Regions from separate parts of the Zea mays genome. Here regions 2 and 3 are each linked to region 1. Evidence: chromatin contacts called from public Hi-C data. All regions are on one chromosome and are shown on one strand. Each heading gives the region's core, a stretch centred on a gene start, on an enhancer-like site or on the middle of the called end of the contact. The rest is flanking DNA. Distances are from core to core; before and after follow the strand shown. Region 1 holds the start of LOC100383704. Region 2 holds the start of LOC103634478 (receptor-like protein kinase HERK 1). Region 3 holds the start of LOC103634474 (photosynthetic NDH subunit of lumenal location 1, chloroplastic).

Region 1 (3,968 bases), core at 410-2,909:
ATCAGGGAGAATACAAAATTAGGAGGTTGACTTGCTGAGTAAAAGAAAATAAGATGTTGCGCAATTTTATTCCCATTCTTGTGACCAATCATATAAGAAAGAAGGATGTAGGGGACAAGTGATTTACATCCAGCGGGCAAGATTATCCAATATATGCCACCCCGGGTTTGAGTAACGCCACCCTCATTCGCATGGACCTGCATGCCTTCTACCTGAAGCCAATCAAATTGAAATCAATAACATGTCTAATGAAAATTTGATACCTTATGTGGCATCAACGCTGAGTAGATACAATAATGTCTTGATGTGGTAAGTTGGCAAAGGATGGCCAAAATAATATGTCTAAGTAATGCGTCAGATGCCAAATTCAACATGAATCAAAAGGCAAAATCCGGTCGAAGTCAAAACATTGCGTACTCCAAAAGCATGTGTTACTTCCCCTTTACACCGCACAATGTTCTAAGGTCCCTTAGACAGAGAGCCATTTCTGGTTTGCATTACAAGGTGGCTGGAGACCAGAATGCCAAGGAGAGCACATTTTGCAGACAGTTGGCATTCATTGACCAGAGACTTGGACGGTGAACAGTGCAACTGCGACAAGAGTCAAGGGATGCTTGCGGATAGGAGAAAAAGCAAGCCCAGCAACTAATCCAGGAATGAAATCCCTCTGTACACAAGAATGGCAAAGATGCACGGTATAGGGTCTGTTTGTTTCGGCTTCTGTCAGCTTCTGGCCACCAAAAGCTGCTGCGGACTGTCAAACGTTCAGCTTTTCAGCCAGCTTCTATAAAATTCGTTGGGGCAAAAACCATTCAAAATCAACATAAACACATAATCGGTTGAGTCGTTGTAATAGTAGGAATCCGTCACTTTCTAGATCCTGAGCCCTATGAATAACTTTATCTTCCTCCACACGTAATCATAATGATACTCAGATTCTCCCCACAGCCAAATTCTCCCCACAGTCAGATTCTCAGAAAAGCTAACCAAACAGGCCCATATTCTGCTCCCGTGAGCCGTGAGTAACAAAGCAATTAAGCAAAGGTATAAAAAGCGCGCCCGCACTATGGGATATGGAATCCATGATCCACACTGACAGGGCGCCTGCCTTTCCCACCCAACTACGTTTCCCTATCCTCCCCCATCTGGAGCCTAATCGGACTTCGCTCCCTGAATGTGCCACCATCACAGCGCAGCGGAGTTTTTTTTCCCCCTCCCTTCCCCCCTCCTTAAAGCGAGTGCTGGAACGAGTAAGGGTTTTTAATGGCTTACATCGCCGCAAGTGAGCTTGCAGGCAAGCGCGTGGCTGGTCTCGTGGAGGAAGACGGTGATGAGCTTGAACGGCGTGAGCAGGAACGTCCTCCAGAGCTGCAAAAGGCACCGCACATGACGGCGAGTCAGAAAGCCCCTTTCGGAACCACAAGGAGAATCATACTATGAGAGAGAGAGAGACCGGGAGCAAATGAGAAGGCTTCGGGGGCACTCACGAGGAGGATGACGACGGTGGAGACGCCGACGGCGGCGATGAAGATCCTCTGGTCGTGGTCGCAGCAGCCCCGCAGCTCCCAGTTGACGGCCATCCTCTGGCCGCCGCCGCAGATCTACTCTTCGGCCCTCCGGCTCGAACTCGGGGGAGGGGATGTGCAGGCAGGAGGTGGATCGCAACAGCGAACGGAAACTGCCCGGCGGGGCTCTGGCCCGGTCGGAGTGGAAACGTGCGTGTGGGCGCAGGAAGAGAGAGAGAGAGAGAGATGGGCGGGCAACGCGTATGGGCCGAGTGATTTTGATTGTTCCATCCATTCCAGTCCCCGCAGCCATCCAGCCGACGCCAGGTCGGCGCGCTCTGACGCTTGGACGTTTGTGGTTAACGAGCCGACACCGGATTACGTGGCCATCCATCACTGGCGGTGTCGCTCCGCTAAGCAAAGCAAGCGCTGCTGAAACCCGACCCGGGCTGCGGTTGGTGGGGGTAATCCGGCGCGAAGAATGTTACAAAATATTACATATGTGATCAATCCAAGGGGTGCGACAGTTTTTCCCAAGGGACACCCCTTTTGGGATACACCCCTTCACTTGTATATAAGTGTAATGATCTGTGGAATACAAACAGTTCTGTCATTTGTTTCTCTCTCAATTCTCATTTGCCACTGAGTATACTTCAACACGTTATCAGCACCGCTCGCGAGATCAGACATGCAAGAAGAGATCAGAGATGCAAGGAAAGAAGAATAAGTCGCTCGCAATCAGGAAAAGGAACTTTGATCTCTCAGGAAAAAAAAACCGTACGTACGATGTATACTATTCCTCTGTATACTGTTCCTCTTGAATGCATGCAGAGCACTTTCTGAGGCGTCAACAGTCGTGCTGGGTCGCCGTGGCGCGGGGCCGCCCATGCACCTGGCCGGAGACGCCCGTGCGCTGTGCTGTGGTCGTTGCGCCGTAGCCGGTCATGGCGGGAATCGCACGTCGATGGCCCGGCCGAGGCTACGCGCCCGTGCTTGGGCCGCACCCGCACTGTCGGGCCGTGGTCTTGTGCCTGACCGCACCGGCGCAGTGGCCGACGGGGCCGCGCTTGCGCGCGCCGGAAACCGCCACGCTGCAAAGGCCGCGCCGCCGGGGAAATCTCCGCATCGCGCAACGAGGCCACACGCCTGCGCCGCCCGTCGGGGCTGCGCACTGCCCGAGGCCACGCCAAGGGGACGTGCACACGGGAGGAGCCCGGATCGGAGCCGCCGCGCCAGCGCCTGGGCCGGGCAGCCGCGCGCCGCCAGCGCCTGGGCCGGGCAGCGCCTCGGCCGGGCAGCCGCACACGCCGCGCGCCATGGCAGGCCGCCGCGCCTGCGCTGCCGGGGCTAGGCACCGCGCGCGCGCCTGGCCGCCGCTCCTGGCCGGGCCGCCCGCCGGCGAGCCGGGGCTCGGGGCCGCGCGCGCCTGGCTGAGGCTGGGACCGCCGCAGCCGCGCCGTACTAGCCCTCGCCCCCTCGCGCTGGGTCTGCCCGCGCTGCCGCCGGGAGACCGCGCGTACGCGCACCTAGGCCATCGCGCGCGCCACCGCGAACCGCCATCAGGGGCCGCCGGCTACTGTGGGAAGGGGATGAGCAGTTAGGGTTTTTACCCTAACTGCCATCCTTATTGGGCCTGTTGGGCCGCCTCGGCCCGATTGGCCTATATGGTCTATTTTATTATTTTAAATTCTGGATTTTAAGTATAAGACTCTGTTTTATATATCAATTCAGTTCTAACTTGTGTTAGTGTGTCTAAATTCGATATTTAGACTGCAAATTGTACTATGTATTGTACATACTTGTCTGTTTTATTATAAATCTGGCAGACTTTAATTTGTGAATTATCTTTGTTTTTACATTTATAATTCACATATTTTTTGACTTGCTTTGTTCTTGCATTCTTTATGATTGCAAGGAAAACATAGCACATATAATAAGTCGAAACTGAAAGGTCCTCATGCAACATAAGATTGCATTTTTTGGGAAAAACATAGGGTGATGGAGTCCTAAGCACTGGCTGCGCTAAATTCTTTAAGAATTTAGTAGCCCAGAGACCGTGCTTTAGGCCGCATTTGAAATGCCTATCACTATGAGGTCTACATCTTTCGAGATGATTACCTATACGTGCTACCCAAAAAGATAACGGACCAAGCAGGCGTCACGGGCTATGGAGCCAGGCTGGACGCTACAGTCATGCTGACTGCTAAAAGAATTCTTTTAATTAAGTTCTACTTAATTAAACGATGAATTCTTGTAAAATATGACACATATCTTGAACTTGGGATATTTCAACACATGATGGAGATCTAGGCTTTGGCTGCAATAAGTTCTTGGAATTTATTTGCCCTGAGACCAAGCTTTTAGACAGCAAAATGTTATTTGCCCATCAGTAAGAGGTCTACATCATATGGTTATGATGATTACCTATGTGTTCTTCCAAGTAGATATGTTGGAGATGTGATG
Region 2 (3,968 bases), core at 901-3,400, 370 kb before region 1:
AGCGCCGCGAGGGGGATCCGGTACCCGGCACCGGCGCTCTGCCCGAGCGTGACCGTGTTGTTCCTGGCGCCTGCGCTGCTGCTCTTGCCGAAGCTGCGCGAGTGCGACCGGGATCCCAGCGCGCTCTCCGAGAACGCGACCCAGGTGCTCGACGGCTTCTTCTCTGGCTTCTTCCTTCGTCGTCGCAACATGAGGACAATGAGCGCGACAGCCATCACCACGGTGATGACCCCCGCGATGGCCGAACCAGCGATGATTGCGGTGACGGTCTTCTTCTTTGAACCGCTCTGCGACGAGTCCGCGCCGCCGCCGGTGCTCCCGACCATTCTCATGATCTCGAGGCCGTTGAGGACGCCGTCTGGGTACGCGTTGCCCAGCGTGGACGTCCCGATGCTCACGGTGATGTTGCCCTTGGCGTCCTTGGCGCTGAGCACGAAGTCCTTGTATAACGGCACGGCCGGGACGCTGAAAGTGTCTCTGGAGATCTCGTAGTCCGGCAGCACATTCCACCCGCCTACGTAGACGTTGAAGACCAACCCGTTCGCCGCCTTGCTGACGATGTCGCAGAAGTGTAGCCGGAGCAGGTACGCCGACCCCGGCGCGGCCTGGAGCTTCCACGTCATGTTAAACTGCACGCTTATGGTGCTGGCGGACACCAGGTTGGTGTTGATCTCCGTCGCTGTAGCGTAGACCATGCCTGGCGCCGTCTCGGGCGTCGCCAAGCCTGGCGTCCACCGGAGCTTCGACGGCGCCACATCCCTGTGCACCGTGACCGAACTGTCGACCAGGAAGGCTTCGTCGGGAAGCCACGTCCTTCCCAGCGTGTCGTTCCTGGGCGTGATCTTGGGAGAGCCCATGTTGACCCTGTTAACCGTCTCGAGCGCCTGCGTGGACAGCCCCGCGTAGCGGCCCATGGGGCTCACCGTCTGCGCCGTGTCCGCGAACAGGTCGTCGGGGTGCGACACGACCTCGATGGCGTTGACGAACGCCACCTTCCCCGCCGCCGCCGGCGCGAACGCGACCGCCAGCGTGCCGCCGGCGACGTTGACGGAGAACTCCCGGACCGCGGGCGTGCCGTTGGCGGGCGCGTACCCGTCGATGAGCAGCAGGCCCTGCGCGGACACGCTGAACTCGGCGTCCGCGGCGAGGTCGCCGGACCCGTACCGGAAGGGGAAGAAGTGGAGGCGCACGAAGTGGCGCCCGGGACTCTTGATCGCGAACGTGTACGAGGACGGCGCCGCGAAGACGCGCGCGGACCGGTACAGCGCCGCGTCGTCGGAGCCGCTGGCCGCCGACGCGCTGGCCTCGGAGCCCCGGGGCGCCGGCAGCACGGCCGCCGCGGGGAGGCCGTCGTCCCCGAGGAACGTCCTGCCGTCGACGGTGGCGTTCGCCGCCGTGCCGCAGAGCACGAGGTAGTCGTCCGCCGGGGTGAACGCGGCGGCCACCAGCGCGGGCAGCAGCAGCAGCACGACGGCGACCCGCAGGAGCGTGTCGAGGACGGCGCGAGCCATGGACGTGGCGGAAGGGAGTGGCTCTAGAAGCAGCTCATGGACCTGTCCCTGGAAGTGGAACAGAGACGTCGAGGGTTGCAGTTGCAGGCAGCATGAATCAAGGCCCCATGGGAGTCATGGTGGATGGTTGGTTACTTAGCACAGGACAGGAGCTGCTGCTGTTTGGCGGCGTGCTGAGAGTGAATCTGCGAACTGGCAGGACAGGGGCAGCAGCTAGTAGGTACCCTAAGAGCTGCCTACCCACAGGAACGCGGAACCGGTGCTCGGTGATTGGAGATTTGGTTAGCCATGGAGGTAATATTGGGGAGGGAGGTGGTGGAGCTTTTGGTTAGTGGGGAAAGCATATCACTGTCATTTTCCGAGGATCTGAGCTAGAGGATGGCTTTAGATATTTTACCAGGACCAGGAGCCTTTTTTTTTAATTCTGCCATTTTTTCGTGGTTTACAGGTCCCTCGGCCGCTTGTGCGCTTGCTCACGTCGACCTCAGCGAATTTCAATTCAGCAGCTACAAAATGGCAGGTGAAAACGAGGCATCGAGAAGAGCATACATACACATGCCTTTTCAGGGACCAAGGAATTCTCGTTTCTGCGGCAGAACGACGGCAAATTATTATTTCTATCTCTAGGCCTGGCTGGTGGCTGGTGGCTGGTGGTGGACTGGTGGTGGTGCTCTGCTTTCGCAGCTCGCGAGGTGGTGGTGGGAAGGACCGCGGAAGCCTCCAGCGGCCCGCGTCGTCCGCCCCGCGCAACCCGACCAGTCGTCACCAGAGTGCAGTGGGCATGGCAGGCGGTCGTCGTTGTCGTGCGCCCCACCACCAGACGAGATCATACGCTAGCTGCCGGTGCAGGGTGCACACGTTTCAGGTTCGTTAGATCCGTACTAGTAGATGGCACCGATGGAATTGGGGATTGATTGGCACACTGGATCGGACTCGGAACCGTATATCCATTAAAATTTGAGGGAAATAGCTAGTGGCTGCACCGCGATACTTTCTCTGTCCCTCACAGACACAAGTCTGTCTGATGACTGATGTAGCATACGCGGGCGGATGGCAGACGAGGCTGCTGGCGTGTTTCGCGTGCGCGCGGGGGGGAGGAGAAACAGAAACCGGCGTGTGGACTGGACACACGACGACACAAGGGCCGGGAAACATGGAGGATAAAGCGCGGCGGAAGGAGGCGTGAACGCCGCCAGCCACCAGTACGCGTCGCGTCGCGTCGGTGCCGCGAGAGGGACACGGCACGGGGCACCGTCTCGCCCTAGGAGGCCCTACGCCCACGCGAGTTGACCGGCGATGCATGGATGGCGAAGACTGTCGGGGTGTGCAGCTGGATGCAGGGGCGCGAGCGGAACGGTGACTGACGCGGCATCTCTCTTCCAATGAAGTATATCTGCGGAGGTTATGTTGCCGCTCGACTTCCACGAAGACAGACTTGGTCAATCTGACCATGACATGTGTGACCTCACTCTCTTTCTCTGTTACAACTAACGGAGCTACTAGTGTCGTTAGATTGTTTCAGACCTACAAACAATACAAGGGGCTTTAGGCAAGCAGGGTTGGCGGGCGGCGACTTACAAAAGTCCTTGAGGACTAATTTGGTGCTTATGGATCACGGGAGGATTCACGAGTAGCAATCTCCTTGTTATTCAATTTTGAATAGGAAGAGGATTTCTCCTCTGTGGATTCCTCGTGATCTCTGATCACCAAACCTGTCCTAAAGGGAGGTATTTCCATGGTCCAGATTTCATGTGTGCAATGAGAAAGAATCATGCATCCATTGCAAGCTGGGTTGATTAGAGGAGTGGCAAATGTTCTAAGGTTCGAGGGTGATAGCTGGGTCTCGTCTCTAAACATTTTGATGGCTGGCCAATCACACCCAGGGGGAGATCAAGAGCTTCTTCATGTCTTGGATTTGATTATAACGTCGGGATTGTGGAATGCCATCTAATTCAGGGCTTGTTCAGATTAAATAGGAGGAGATTTAATCTCCTTCGATCTTTGGAAAGAGCTGTGGGATGCTCTTGTTGGAAAGTTTGGAGTTACTGACGCTGGTAGCGAGCTGTATCTCATGGAGCAGCTGTATGACTACAAGATGGTTGAGAACCGATCTGTAGTGGAACAAGCTCATGAGTTTCAGGCACTAGCTAAGGAACTCGAACTTTTTCCTTGTCCTTTACCTGACAAGTTTGTGGCTGGCGGTATAATCGCCAAGTTGCCACCTTCTTGGAAGGACTTTGCTACCTCTCTCAAACATAAGAGACAAGAGTTCAATGTGGAAGAGCTCATTGGTACTCTTGATGTTGAGGAAAGAGCTAGAACTAAGGACAGTGGAAAAGGTGTTGAGACCTCTACTGCTAATGTGGTGCAGAAGAGAAACTTCCGCAAGTTTAACAAGAAGAAAAACCAGAACAAACCAGAGAATGCGAATAAACCTGTTCAAACAGCACAGTTTAA
Region 3 (3,968 bases), core at 903-3,402, 300 kb after region 1:
TTTCCTTGTGCGGCCACTCAGTCAGGGGCCCTTTTCGGCACATGAAAAATGCTGGGAGTTGCCGCCCTGTTGCTGTTCCGAGTAAGCCGACCTGGTCTTCTTGACAAAAAAATAAAAAAAATAGCTTGCAGATCCAAGTAATTCTGGAAATAGTTAGCAAGTTTGGAGGGCATTGTAATTGTTGTAATATATGAGCTGAAACATTCTTTCAGAGGCTCGTGCTTGTGGTGTCTCTCGCCTCTGTAATATTAGTGTTGCACCGACATGTTCACGGAGCGTGTAATTTTGGGAGCCACGAACCGACAGCAATGCAACCACATTCCCCCCCCCCCCCCCCCCCCCCCCCCCCCCATCTTTCGCTAAACAAGTTGCCGCACCATGCTCATGAGGCCGTCACAGAAGCAAGCGATCACGCCGTCAGGTCCGAGATCTTGAAGGAGTCCGCGACGACTTTGAGCCTGTTCCGCAGCCTGCTCCACCGGCGCTCGTTCGCGGTCACGATCAGCGTGTAGTACCGACCTAGTTAGAGCAAAAAACAAACAAACAAACAGAGTTTCATCTCTCTCTATTTCAACGCGAAGCGAAACACATGAACGTTTCCCGTTCATAGGTATCATACCGTTTCCAATGGCGACCGTCGCAAACGCAGAAACGCCGTAGCCCGGAGCCTCCAGATCGTACTCAAACGTCCAGTAGTTCTTGCCGTCCACGGTGCGCTGCAAAAATAGTAGGATAGGCCGCTTATTTCACTAGCACCATTTTTTTTATTTTTTTGCTCAGAGTTATCCAACTAGATTTGGCAACTCCAAACAAATGATAATTGCATGCATAAAGCGATGAACAGATGACAGACCTCTTGCATGTCGTAGATCGACGGTATTTGGTTCGGGGCAGCGTAGACGTTGTTTACCAGGTTGAAGATGGCCTGGTGTAATGTGGAAAAAAAAACATATTCATCACATCAGCAAAAGTGATTATCAGAGCTAAAACGTATATAATTTAAACGGAGGAGAGAGTATGTGTTTTATCTTTTGTGCCTAATCAAAGTGAAGAACACATAGTTTTTCCATAAAAAAGAAGAAGAATACATAGTCGAAAGAAGGAAACAAAACCCCCACCTCATCCATCGGTCCTAGGTCGCGGATGTCTGTTTTCTCGGTAGGAATGAACCCCACACGAACACACTGAAGGGCCAGGTTGCGGTCTTTGAACGCAGAATCATGACCCAAGAAGTCGAAATCCTATCCAGGGACAAGGGAACGAAGGCACCATGAAAATCACCCTACAGTTCTTAACTGTTCAAGAATCGATCGCATGGCGCCAACCTACCCTCCATTCAGCTGGATAAAGGTACGAGTACCCGTCTTTCGCGTCCACGTACGACTTGTAATTCTTCGGCACCTCTGAACAGCTCCGATCAGTGTCAAACAGGTAAGAAACGCAAAAAAAACGCTGCTCGAGGACACCGTCCTAGTCCGATCCTGATAGATACAATGCCAGGCCATCTATATAGGGATGATCGTTACCTTCAGCGAACGCAGCAGAGCTTGTCCTCAGTAGGCCAGTGGCTAACGCTCCAGCACCAAGCAAAGCTAGCCGTCTCTTCGTGACCTCTATACAAGCGGAGAGATGTTATGAACCAGGATTCTGTCGACCACTAGATGCATGAACGGAAAAAAAACAACAACAACAACAAAAGGGGGGGTTACTGGTGTCGTCCAAAGATCCTTGGATCGAGCTCGCCGCCACAGCTGAGGGAGGAGCCCTGTTCAGTTTGGTAGTCGCCGCGCAATTTGGCACAGCCAGCTGGAAACAAGCAACGGGTTCAAGCTGTTATTACTCCTCAGAACTGCAGGGAAAGTAAATGAATTCCAGAAAAAAACAGTGAGGAAGGGGCTTGAGCACGTACTTGTTTGGATACGGAGCAGACCAGGTTCTGCAGGCTCGCCATTTCGGCTTCAGTTGTTCAGGGTAGCGCTGAGCTCGAGGGAGAGTTCTGTGAAGCTTGTTACCCCCATCGTCAGTTATCCATAGCTGCTGGACACGCTCGAGCTCACTTTTCCACTATCGAGTGGGTGGTGGAACCGTGGAAGGGCTCGCTTTTCCCCTATCGAGTGTGTGGGTGGAAGCCAAGGCAGCCAAGTCAGCATGCTCATTATCCTCTCATTTCAGCACTCTTGCTTCTTTGTCTTGGACAGAGCACTGGCTGACAAAAATGGGCGTCCCTCTCAACAGGCAAACAGCCCTTCTGGTGGGTAGGTCGTTGATGACCCAAGACGAACTGTTCTGAATACAGTGATTTTTATGCCAAAAAAACAAAATTTCCAGGTTACATAATTTCATGACACCATGATAAGCGATATACAACAACGGCCACAATTATTCAATGCTAGTAAGCCTGTTGCATAATGCAGCTAGGTTTATTTGTTTTTTTCCTTAGTTGATTTATTAGTTTTTTCTTAGCTAATTGATAGTTGATCAATTAGTTCCCTTTTTTAACTAATTGATAGTTGTTTGTTAGTTTCCTTTCTTAACTAATTGGTTGATTTTTCCTTAGTTAATTGATAGTTAATTAAATAGTTTCAATAGTGTTTGAATGAGAGTCACGTACGAACGAGGTAAACACCAGAGTAGTTTTTGGTGGCGGCGTGATGCTAAAAAATCGAGGGGCGCCTCATCCCATGTTGACCTTAAACCAAACACAGTAAAAGACACTAGGCGCCATTCAAATCCACAACACATCAATAATCTTATAAGTTTTACCGAGCAAGCACTAACATGGCACCGGCCTAGGATTTAGGCAGCATGGCCATGGCCCGTGGCAGGACGTGCTGCAGCTTGAGCTGATGATTTATTACTTCCTTTCACTGCAAGGCCTTTTGCTCGCCAAACTATGACCATAAGTGCCGGAGCCGGAGCCGGAGCTTCTCCCCTGGCTTGAGTCTGCGGTGGCCGGAACCGGAACGACATCCTGCGGCGATTCTGCGACGTCCACCAAGAACATGTCAGGGTCGAAATGCTCCTGGCTCGAGCTCGAGGAAGCGAAGCCAAGCAGCGACGGCTGAACGGCGCAGGTGTCCAGAGACGAGTCGATGCTCCTGTGGCCGAAGCCGCTGGACGACGCAACGCAGTAGTAGCCAGTTCCCGCACGGGCACGCTGCCCCCGCGGCCCGAACGCGGCAGGAGCGAGTGCCTGGGCCTGGGCCTGGGCCTGGGCCTGGATGTGCTCGTAGCCGGTGGCGGCGAACGCGTCAGGCCGCGCGACTCTGGAGCACGATGCTCCGGGAACCGCCGCCTTCATCCGGGCGTTCCTTGCCTGGAGGTCCGCGAGCAGCATCCTCGCCTGGTTCCTGGCCTCGTCCCTTTCTTGCATCCTCCTCCGTGCGAGCGTGGCCAGATGCCAGATTGCATCGTCAGCCTCCGCAGACAAAGCGAGGATCTTTTGCCGCTCCAGTCTGGCCCAGCCAAGTTGCTCCTCCAGAACTCTGCGCTCCTGCCAGCAGAACGAGCAAGGGCAAAGCTATTTGATTTAGTAGTACGAACTCTGCGCTAATGGAATTGCAATGCAAACGTTGTCAAATTCATACGCTCCTTAGAACCCAAAATGCGTACGAAATCTCGACAACATGGTAAACATATACCACTGAAAAAGCTCGCAGTCTTCCAAGATCCATCCATTGATCTAGCTAGATAAATTATACGTAAATCACTACAAAAGATACAATATTATACCCGAAATACTGATGCCAATTGCCAAGCAATGTACAATATTATTATATATAGTAGGTCACTAGGTTGCATCTCTAGCGAGTTCATAACAAGATTGTGAAGAACAGAGTGCACAGAAGACAGTTTCTTTTTTCTTCAAGAGAAAAGTAGGGAAAATGCTGGAACAAGGGAAGGGAAGGGAGGAACATACCTCTGCATCGCTGGTCGATGAAACGTGATCTTCCCTCAGAAGGCCCTGC

Evidence for each region. A called contact is a pair of places that touch in the nucleus more often than the background predicts.
Region 2: a contact with region 1 is called in a Hi-C map of ear, with 2.5 times the contacts expected there. The contact joins the promoter of LOC103634478 here to the promoter of LOC100383704 in region 1. A contact is called at or near these places in 2 of 25 Hi-C or Micro-C datasets (ear and tassel).
Region 3: a Hi-C map of ear shows a contact between it and region 1, with 5 times the contacts expected there. The contact joins the promoter of LOC103634474 here to the promoter of LOC100383704 in region 1. A contact is called at or near these places in 12 of 25 Hi-C or Micro-C datasets (bundle sheath, ear, leaf and 3 more).

The regions. Positions count from the first base shown.
Region 1 is chr1:42,331,202-42,335,169 of Zm-B73-REFERENCE-NAM-5.0, reverse strand. LOC100383704 reads right to left here and starts at 1,659. Exons shown (of 10, transcript NM_001366832.1): 1 at 1,488-1,659; 2 at 1,273-1,368; 3 at 128-212. The coding sequence starts at 1,580.
Region 2 is chr1:42,703,093-42,707,060 of Zm-B73-REFERENCE-NAM-5.0, reverse strand. LOC103634478 (receptor-like protein kinase HERK 1) reads right to left here and starts at 2,150. Exons shown (of 1, transcript XM_008656103.4): 1 at 1-2,150. The coding sequence starts at 1,511.
Region 3 is chr1:42,029,062-42,033,029 of Zm-B73-REFERENCE-NAM-5.0, reverse strand. It overlaps LOC103634474 (photosynthetic NDH subunit of lumenal location 1, chloroplastic), which reads right to left and starts at 2,152. Exons shown (of 8, transcript XM_020546054.3): 1 at 1,910-2,152; 2 at 1,710-1,806; 3 at 1,527-1,613; 4 at 1,330-1,403; 5 at 1,119-1,241; 6 at 854-925; 7 at 620-716; 8 at 113-519. The coding sequence starts at 1,951. The coding sequence ends at 410. It overlaps LOC103644583 (ABC transporter B family member 20), which reads left to right. Exons shown (of 11, transcript XM_020546042.2): 11 at 1-232. It also overlaps a transcript of LOC103634473 not described here.